Regions from separate parts of the Mus musculus genome. Here region 2 is linked to region 1. The links are chromatin contacts, called in public promoter capture Hi-C maps. All regions are on one chromosome and are shown on one strand. The core of a region is the stretch at or near the end of the contact, and the rest is flanking DNA. Distances in the headings are between cores, read along the strand shown. Region 1 overlaps Prkch (protein kinase C, eta). Region 2 holds the start of Gphb5 (glycoprotein hormone beta 5).

The links. Promoter capture Hi-C pulls out the DNA fragments that hold promoters and counts their contacts.
Region 2: a contact with region 1 is called in a promoter capture Hi-C map of liver, with 3 times the contacts expected there. The contact joins the promoter of Gphb5 here to the enhancer-like site in region 1. A contact is called at or near these places in 5 of 39 promoter capture datasets (embryonic stem cells, hippocampal neurons, liver and 1 more) and 1 of 115 datasets of contacts at active chromatin or transcription factors (microglia).

Annotation. Positions count from the first base shown.
Region 1 is chr12:73,763,152-73,767,443 of GRCm38.p6, reverse strand. All of the region lies in intron 12 of Prkch (protein kinase C, eta), which reads right to left. Among named protein-coding and RNA genes, the nearest start is that of Gm34189, 17 kb to the left of the region's middle. Within about 2 kb of position 2,128, at least 35 of the 459 cell types and tissues checked have an H3K27ac peak or open chromatin away from gene starts, as enhancers often do. A contact at or near this core is called in liver and microglia, where this site is marked.
Region 2 is chr12:75,414,386-75,418,677 of GRCm38.p6, reverse strand. It overlaps Gphb5 (glycoprotein hormone beta 5), which reads left to right and starts at 1,897. Exons shown (of 3, transcript NM_175644.3): 1 at 1,897-2,009; 2 at 2,864-3,068. The coding sequence starts at 2,865. It overlaps Gm34613 (a long non-coding RNA gene), which reads right to left and starts at 2,587. Exons shown (of 4, transcript XR_381695.3): 1 at 1,919-2,587.

The DNA.
Region 1 (4,292 bases), core at 879-3,378:
CGGCCTAACCCTTGAACATCACAAATGGCAATTGACAGGGCTTGGTATGTAACCTCTCTGGGTCCACATGGCACCCTCTCACTGCTACCGATGAAGTAGCTGAGGTGTGTACCATGAGCAGGTTCGATGAGAGAGGAAAGCAAAGCCATTGCTTTTCTATGAACCTGACGCATCTTTGAGTCTAAACACCTGATTTTATTACAAGCCACGCAAGGCTGATGTGTTAGAAGTGAAAAAGTTTGTGCTCATGCTTTCAAACGCTGAAGGCTGTTGCCCAGTCAGGCAGCTTAGGTGGGAGACGTAAGCACACTCAGGGGGATGGAGGAGGGAACTTATCATAAGGAAAGGCAAAATAAGTTCTTAAAGACAGATACCCCCTCCTTTTCTCTTTTCTTCCTCTCCTTCCCTTCCTTCTTTGCCATTAAATGATGGAAGAGCTTTTGCTGGGAACGGAACTTTCATTGGAGATGTCTGAAGCAGAAATGGATGGGAGGCAAGGCTTGCATCCTATGGTTGGTGTCAATATTAAAGTCCATAACCTTCACCTTTCTTCCTACACTTGTCATTGGCATTCTGGAAGAAAGGAGCTGGCACTGTGAACCTGAGTATATATCCTCAGCTGCAAATGCTATTTTCTCTATGCAAATGCTGTTTTCTCTTTGGGTGAGACCTTTATTTTATCAAGAAAGAAAGAAAGAAAGAGAGAGAGAGAGAGAGCAGGAGATAGAGATAAAGAGAGAGAGGGAGGGAGAGAGAGGAAGGAAGGAAGGAAGAAAGAAAGAAAAAAGAAAGAAAGAAAGAAAGAAAGAAAGGAAGGAAGGAAGGAAGGAAGGAAGGAAGGAAGGAAGAAAGAGAAAGAAAGAGCAAGTACTCTGATACAGCAAAATTCCCAACCTTGTGGCTGAAGGAATGGCCCCCGAGGTAACGCCTTGCCTGGCTGGTTACAACTGACTGGCCTACCAGGATTTTCGGAGAACAATCCCCAGAGGCACAGTGCACTCTGTTTCATTTTTCTGTTATCAAAATCCAGTACAATCAGTGCCCCGTGTCCTTCCTGTCCCCACCACAGGGCAGGAACTGTGCTCGATCTGCAGCAGAATGTTGGCTGTGCCCCCAGCCTGCGATGGCCATCAGAACCCAGCAGCCTCTGCATGCACGCTGCTGATCCCTCGGGGTGGCCAGCACTCTGCCTGGCCTGTGTTTCATATACACAGCTTTTCCTGAACCCCAGACCACCTTGGGAACTTCACTCAGGCCATGTGTAGGGTGGGACAAATATAGGTCAGAGGTGTCTCAGGTGGAACCCCAAGTCATGTGTTTGTACTTACGCGTACTATCCATGTTGGCCAATGCTCCAGGAGCCAGGGTCAAACATGGTGACCCCTGAGGCAGACTCTACCACTCCCGGGTAACTTTCTTATATTTTTATTAGATTTTTTTCATTCAACATATTTGATCATATTCTTCTCCTCCCCCAACTCTTCTCAGCCACCTCCCCATCTCCCTACCCACTCACTTTTAGGTTCTTTATCTTTCAAGTGTGCAAGAAAAAGGAGGCTCCCTGCTGCTGCTATCCCAAGTCACACAAACGTTTCTGTTTGGGTGTCATCCTTAAGAGTGGCTACTGTAAAGAAGACAGTGTTTGAGGAGGCTTTTCTGTCAGTACTCTCCTTGATTGTGTGTGTGTGTGTGTGTGTGTGTGTGTGTGTGTGTAAAATCTTTGGTATCCAAACCACAGCTAACAATCAACTGCAAAAAAAAAAAAAAAAAAAAAAAAAAAAAATCAGATCTCTGGTAGCTGGCAAAGAATGTGTACAGGAGACGATTCCTGCTTCCTTCAGGATTTTCCCATCTTAGAAAGTGCTTCTGAGTGGGGAGGCTGGTTTAGGAAAGTCACCCAGAGTCCGCACTCTCACGCCCCGGAACCTTTGATAGGTTTATTTTCCTAGGTGGAGAGCTGGAGGGGGAGATTAAAGAGACCTGTGGTGTGAAAAATCCAGCTGGAAACAACAAGAGGGAGACAGGAAGTCGTTCACACAACTTCCTGCAAATACAATCCAAGAAGCCCTGTTCTCAGGAAATGAACGTTCTATGAAGAAGAAGGAAGATCCCGCCAGAAGCTGCCATGAGAGGCTGCAGACAGATCATTTCCTCCTTTAGAAACTCCAGTCCTGAAGAAGGGCTTGTCTGTCGGCACGCTAACCACCTCTCTTTTGGGGCAGCCATTTTTAGGATGTTCTGTTCCCCTTAACAGTATATGAAAACTCACCCTGGTGGCCTGGGACTGGAGTCCCTGTAAGCTGTTAGCCCCACCTTCCCTCCTTCTCCTCTCCTGGCTGATCTCCTTTTAGCCACCCCCTTGAGCTGTCCAACCTCCATCAAGAGAGGCGTGGGAAAGGGAGATGGTAACTGTCCCTGCGCCCCAGACAGCTTCCTGTCCACAGACAGGGCCTCAGTCATGGCTGGGGAGGGCACCAGAATTCACAGTGGTTCTCTTTGTAGCAGGGGCCTGCAGGGATTCAGCACACAAAGCACGGGTGGTGAAATCTGATCATTTTCAGCGACAGATAAACCCACATGTGTACATACGCTGTCATTTCTACAAAGCTCGGGAACAAAAGCTCTTGATAAGCTCCTGCCGATGCCAAGACTATAATGCTTCCAGAACTGGCAAGAGGTGACTCAGGAGAAGCTAAGTCCTTTCAGCACTTAGCTAACACCTGTGTGAGCTCAGCGGCAAGATGCTGACCTCATCGGAGTTAGTTAGCATGCAGCCAGGAGATCCCTCACAGCTGCTGACTCTGTACCTCTGAGCTGGGCAACCTCCCTTCTAAGTTCTGGGGCTCCTTGAGGACATCCTCCAGCCTTCCTTTGTGGAGGTAAATAAGCAAATCGCAGGTACACCTTCAAAGTTCAATGCAAACTATGCGTTTTTCCATATACATCATGATTATTGGCATTTTAGCACAGATCAGAGCAAGCGTAAGTAACGCGGTGACCATGGAAGACAATATTTGTTTCAAAAGCAAGGACAAACTTCAACAACAGCAGCACTCTGGAAAGCCTCTATCTGGTTTGGTTTGTTTTGTTTTTATAAAAATGAGTATTGTTGGACATCTCCTGTTAACTTTGTAAGCTACCATCAGTTTTAATAATCTATTTGTTGAGGGAGGAGGTGGAAGAAGATGTTAGGGGTATGCATGTGTATTTAACAGATATGTTTTTAATTTATTACATTTACTTGTGTGTGTGTGTGTGTGTGTGTGTGTGTGTGTCTGTCTGTCTCACAATCTGACTATCAGACTATAGAAACAATGCACTCCCAAAGAAATGGGAATTTCCCCAGCAATCTCATGCTGGGAGAAAGAAAGGGCACCAGCCAGAGCAGGGTTGTAATTGCTTGTCAGACCACCTTAGAGAATGAAGCCAGTACAGTGGTGGGTCAGTGGTCCGCAGGACCATACCTTGAGCTGGGACTATTTAGAGGTTCTTGACCCTCTAAATAGTTTGAGGGTTATGATAGGAAACCAGTCACAGAAACAGAACAGGACCTAAGACTCTAAGGCTAGAGTGCACTCACATCCTTCTAACACATGACATCCTTGGTCAGCCTCACTATTCTTCTACAAACCAGAGATCTAGAGAAACGTGCTCTTAAGGATTTTCATCCCTGAACTTCTGTGTTTATTTCTCAACAGGATCACTCTATGAAGCCCTGGCTAGCCTAGAACTCATATAAATCAGCCTGGCCTTGACCTTACAGTGGTCCTCCTGCCTCTGCCTCCAGAATGCTAGGATGCTAGGATTACAGGTATGGACACCATTCCCAGCCTTCCTGATTATTATTTCCTAATTCTTCACAGTTTTTGTTTTTTGTTTCTGTTTTTGATACCTTCCCCATGCAAACACTTCAGCCCTCTGTAAAGTCTAGCCCAGTGTGGTGGTTTGGATGTGCTTGGCCTAGGGAGTGGCACTATTAGGAGATATGGCCTTGTTGGAGGAGGTGTGGCCTTGGTGGAAGAAGTATGTTACTGTTAGGGTGGGCTTTGAGATGCCCCTCCTTGCTGCCTAAGGACAGTCTGCTCCTGGCTTCCTTTGGACGAAGATGTAGAACTCTCAGCTCTTCCTGCATCATGTCTGCCTGGATGATGCCACGCTCCCATCTTGATGACAATGGACTGAACCTCTGAACCTTTAAGCCAGCCCCAATTAAAAGTTGTCCTTATAAGAGTTGCCTTGGTCACGGTGTCTGTTCACAGCAGTAACACCCTAACTAAGACACCCAGTATTCT
Region 2 (4,292 bases), core at 648-3,147, 1.7 Mb before region 1:
TTCTCTAGCTCCTACACTGGGGTCCCTGTGTTCCATCCAATAGATGACTGTGAACATCTACTTCTGTATTTGCCAGGCACTGGCCTAGCCTCATACGAGACAGCTATATCAGGGTCCTTTCAGAATTCTTTACAGTATGGCGGAAGAGCTGAGGAGAATGCATGCCAGGTCCAGCAGATTCTGGCTACCATGTGGAAACAGCCTTGGTAACTGCAGAGGTCATTATTGGGCTGTCAATGATGAATGGACAAGGTACTGGTACCAGAGCATGCTGTACTCCAGGCAGCTGGGGACTGAGGGAGAGGGGGGCTCTTGGCCTCTCTTGGCTGGCTGGCTGTATTTTGTGAGATCACAGGCCAGTATGCTCCTGTCTAAAGGAAATACAGGGACAAAGACTGGAGCAGAGACTGAAGGAAAGGCCATCCAGAGACTGCCCCACCTGAGGATCCATCCCACATGTAGACACCAAACCCAGACAGTATTGCTGATGCCAAGAAGTACTTGCTGACAGGAGCCTGATATAGCTGTCTCCTGAGAGGTTCTGCCAGATCCTGACCAAAACAGATGTGATGCTTTCAGCCAACCATCGGACTGAGCACAGGGACCCCAAAGGAGGAGTTAGGGGAAGGATTGAAGGGGCCTTATCTGGCATCAATGGGAGGGGAGGACCTTGGTCCTGTGAAGGATTGATGCCTAGTGTAGAGGAATGCTAGGGTGGTGAGGTGGGAGTGGGTGGGTGGGTGGGGGAGCACCCTCATAGAAGCATGGTAAGAAGGGGATGGGATAGGGGGTTTGCTGAGGGGAAACTGGGAAAGGAAATAACATTTGAAATGTAAATAAAGAAAATGTCCAATTAAAAAAGAAAAGAAAAATAATCTTTCTGTGTAGAAAATGGACATACTTTAATTTCTTTATTTTGTGTCACCGGTCATTTAATATGCATCTCGAACCTCTCTGGGTATGTCGTGATTTGCTGTGAAATGTAAACTCCCGAGGGCACAGATGTCTGCTTCATTTACTTTTTAGAACACCCAGAAGAAGGGCTACAGACAAGTAGCTTTCTAATCCGTTTCCATGCTGTTATTGTAGAATAGAATATAAACTATGCCACTGGTCAGAAGAAGGACTGTGCTGTTTTAGGTTCAGCAGGACCAGAAATATAAGACATTTTCATGAAAGCATCATTGAATGTCTTTCGATGCAGCACATATAGATAAATATTGGTTTACTTTAATTTTAAAAGCATAATACTAGCTGACTTTCTTGAACAAAAACCTGACTCATGTAAAAAAAATAATCCCTAAAAGTATATAGAAAAAATTTTAAAGTCGTCTTTAATTCCCATATATGAAGCTAATTATTTCCAATATCTCTGCATTTGCCTGAGTGATTCATTTAAAGATTTTGTTAATGTTACTAGTCAAATGATTTTTAAGACTTTCAAAGTTTTTTTTTTTTTTTTTTTGTCTGTCAGTAGGTATGCCATGTTGTTTCCAGGTAAGAATTATTGTCTTGCTGTTTTTCAGTGTAGTAAGTATAAGGAAGAGACTTGCCAGAAGCTGCCAGTGGCTTACTGTCTCAAAGGCAGGCCATGGTTACTATGAGGGAAACTCTGATCTATTTGTCCCTGGGCGCTTCTTCTCAAGAACCAGGTGAACTAACTACCTCTGACTGTCTCCCCGGGATTATGTCACCCCCACCAAGGCAACTTTCTGTTTCATTCGGTGATGTCAAGAAACAAAACACCACCCTTGAAGTGAATCAGTTTTGGAAAATAGAGACTGGCTTCATACTCCGGGGCTTTGATGTGCTCAGTAGTTCCTGTAAGGATCTGCCTCTCTTCTGTTTTGATTGACAATACCTTCCCTATATATTTGAATAATCAGGCAGCCTGATAACAGAAAGGAGAGACACTTACCCAGAGTGAACTTTCTCCACTCATTGCAACTTTTGAAAGCCTGGGGTACAAGTGTCAGCTCTCCAAGAAGAGTTGATTCCAGCAAGGTCAGGTAAGTGTCTCTCCATCACTCACGTCCTTCCTCCTGAGCAGAAGCCCATGGTGTCTGTATGACAGCATCCCATACCAGTAGGAACTGAAGGTACAGCTTTGGAAATATAGCTCTCCTTGAGTGGCACTGACTTGGAACATGATACACATGTGACGTCCATGTGTGTTCTGTGCAGTGGGCAAGCATCGTGTGCTACTAACCAGAAAGGATCAAGAACAGACTTCATAGGAGGATGTAATGCTCTTTCCATTGTTTGCTTTTAAACTGAGCCACAGCTTGAGATTTCGCATAACGCAGGGCAGAGGTAATCTATGGGGCATAGAAAACATTTTATGAGTGGCTACCACACCAGGCACCAGGTTTTATAATGCCTCCTGTATGGTAGGTTGGGTTAGCCACAACACACCCAGGACACGCCATTATTAGTACTTATCTTCCTCTCCCATTCATTGCCCATTTATGACACTGAAAGCACATATATGTGCTAAGCTCTAACGTGACACCTGCATACGCTGGACCTGGTAAAAAGAAGGGATGTGTGCTATTTCAGGCTCTACATTTCTTTTGGTGTGCCTCTTATTTTTCATCGGGATAAATTCCTTTTATGTATAAATCAGCTCCAGGAGTTCACCAAGGGAAAGCCTGAGACTGCTTTGAGGGTAGGGTATCTAGAGAGAACTATTGACTATCCACTAGTTAGGGAGCTCTTGGAGTTGGACAATTCCTGGGCTCATTTTTTTTCCTGTAGTGCTAAGAGCAAGGCCTCTTTGAGAGGGGCCACCACAGTGGTGGGCAGCACCACCGTGAGCAGTTGGTTATGTTCAACTTTGTTTCCTTTTCTTCCTGGGAAATAGCATGAAGTTGGTATACCTTGTCCTTGGTGCAGTGGCCCTCCTTCTCCTGGGTGGCCCTGACTCTGTCCTCAGCAGCTCCAGTGGGAACCTGCACACTTTTGTGGGCTGTGCTGTGAGGGAATTCACTTTCATGGCCAAGAAGCCAGGCTGCAGGGGACTTCGGATCACCACAGATGCCTGCTGGGGCCGCTGCGAGACCTGGGAGGTGAGTAGTCCAAGGGGCTTGGGTGGCAGTGTCCTCGGGGACAGGGCCTTGATTTCAAGCTCACAGTTTCACGATGGAGGGGAAGCTGGCATACCTGCCCTGCCCTCTGGGCTCTAAAAAGCTGATCACACAATTATTTGGCTTCTTCCATATGGTCTGAAAACCATGATGATGGTTTTTTCCAGAGGACTGTTGAGGTTGGTAATGTAATTTCCATGGTTCTGTTTGGGAGCCATCCCTAGGAGGGTGGGTGCTACTATTTACCCATTGTAGAGATCACAGGAAAGGAGTCGAGAGGGAATGGCTTCGAAGTCAGAGAGAGTCAGTGCAAAGTTGGAAATGAATTCTTGGTCCAAACCTGTGACCACATCTCCTTCCTGTATTTTCTCAGCTGTGAGGAAGTCAGGCAGTTACCCAGAAGAACCCGGAAGCTGCATGCTGAGAGAGGCGTAGTCCCAGGCTCTGCCACGACTGTTTTCCCTTTGTCCCAGTCCAGTGTGAGATCTGGTCTGTCCCTTTATACCCAGTTCTGTCTGGACTTTCATTTTTAGAGTGGGTGCATACATCTCAAAGCTGGCTTAACTAGAAAGTGTTCGTGGTGTCCAGCTGAGCTGACTCTTGCTGAAAATGGTGACGTCTCAGTGACCTGAGCTTCAAAGATGGCAGATTTAGCAAAATTAAAGCCAAAAGAACCTCCCCACACCGAAATCAACCAACCAACTCAAAACACCATTAACCCCCTTCCACCTCAGACCCTCCCCACAATCTGAAGTGAAGTGAAATTAAAAAAAAAAAAGTTAGGGGACTCAGATAAATTTGAATTCAGATCAATAACACAATTTTTTTGGCCTAAGCCCACCCCAAATATTGCATGAGACAGATTTATAAAATAAAAAAATTGAAATACAAAGTTAATTGAGTACGCAATTTTTCTAGAATCCCAGAATGCTGAGAGTCAGAAGACAGAATGGAGAGAGAAACGGAACTTCTCCTCCCGGCCCTTGAGAAGGACAGGTCTCTGTTTTTATAATATTGAAGCTGGATTTCATCTTGAGCTGGCTTGCCTGTCATCTATAGGTGTACACACACACACATGTGTATGTGTGTGTGCCTATGCACATATGTACTTATGTATGTATATATGTATATCTCTTGATTCTATGTACCTGCGTGCATTATCTATATACGTGTATGCCTGTGCATACATCTAAGCACGTAGCTATG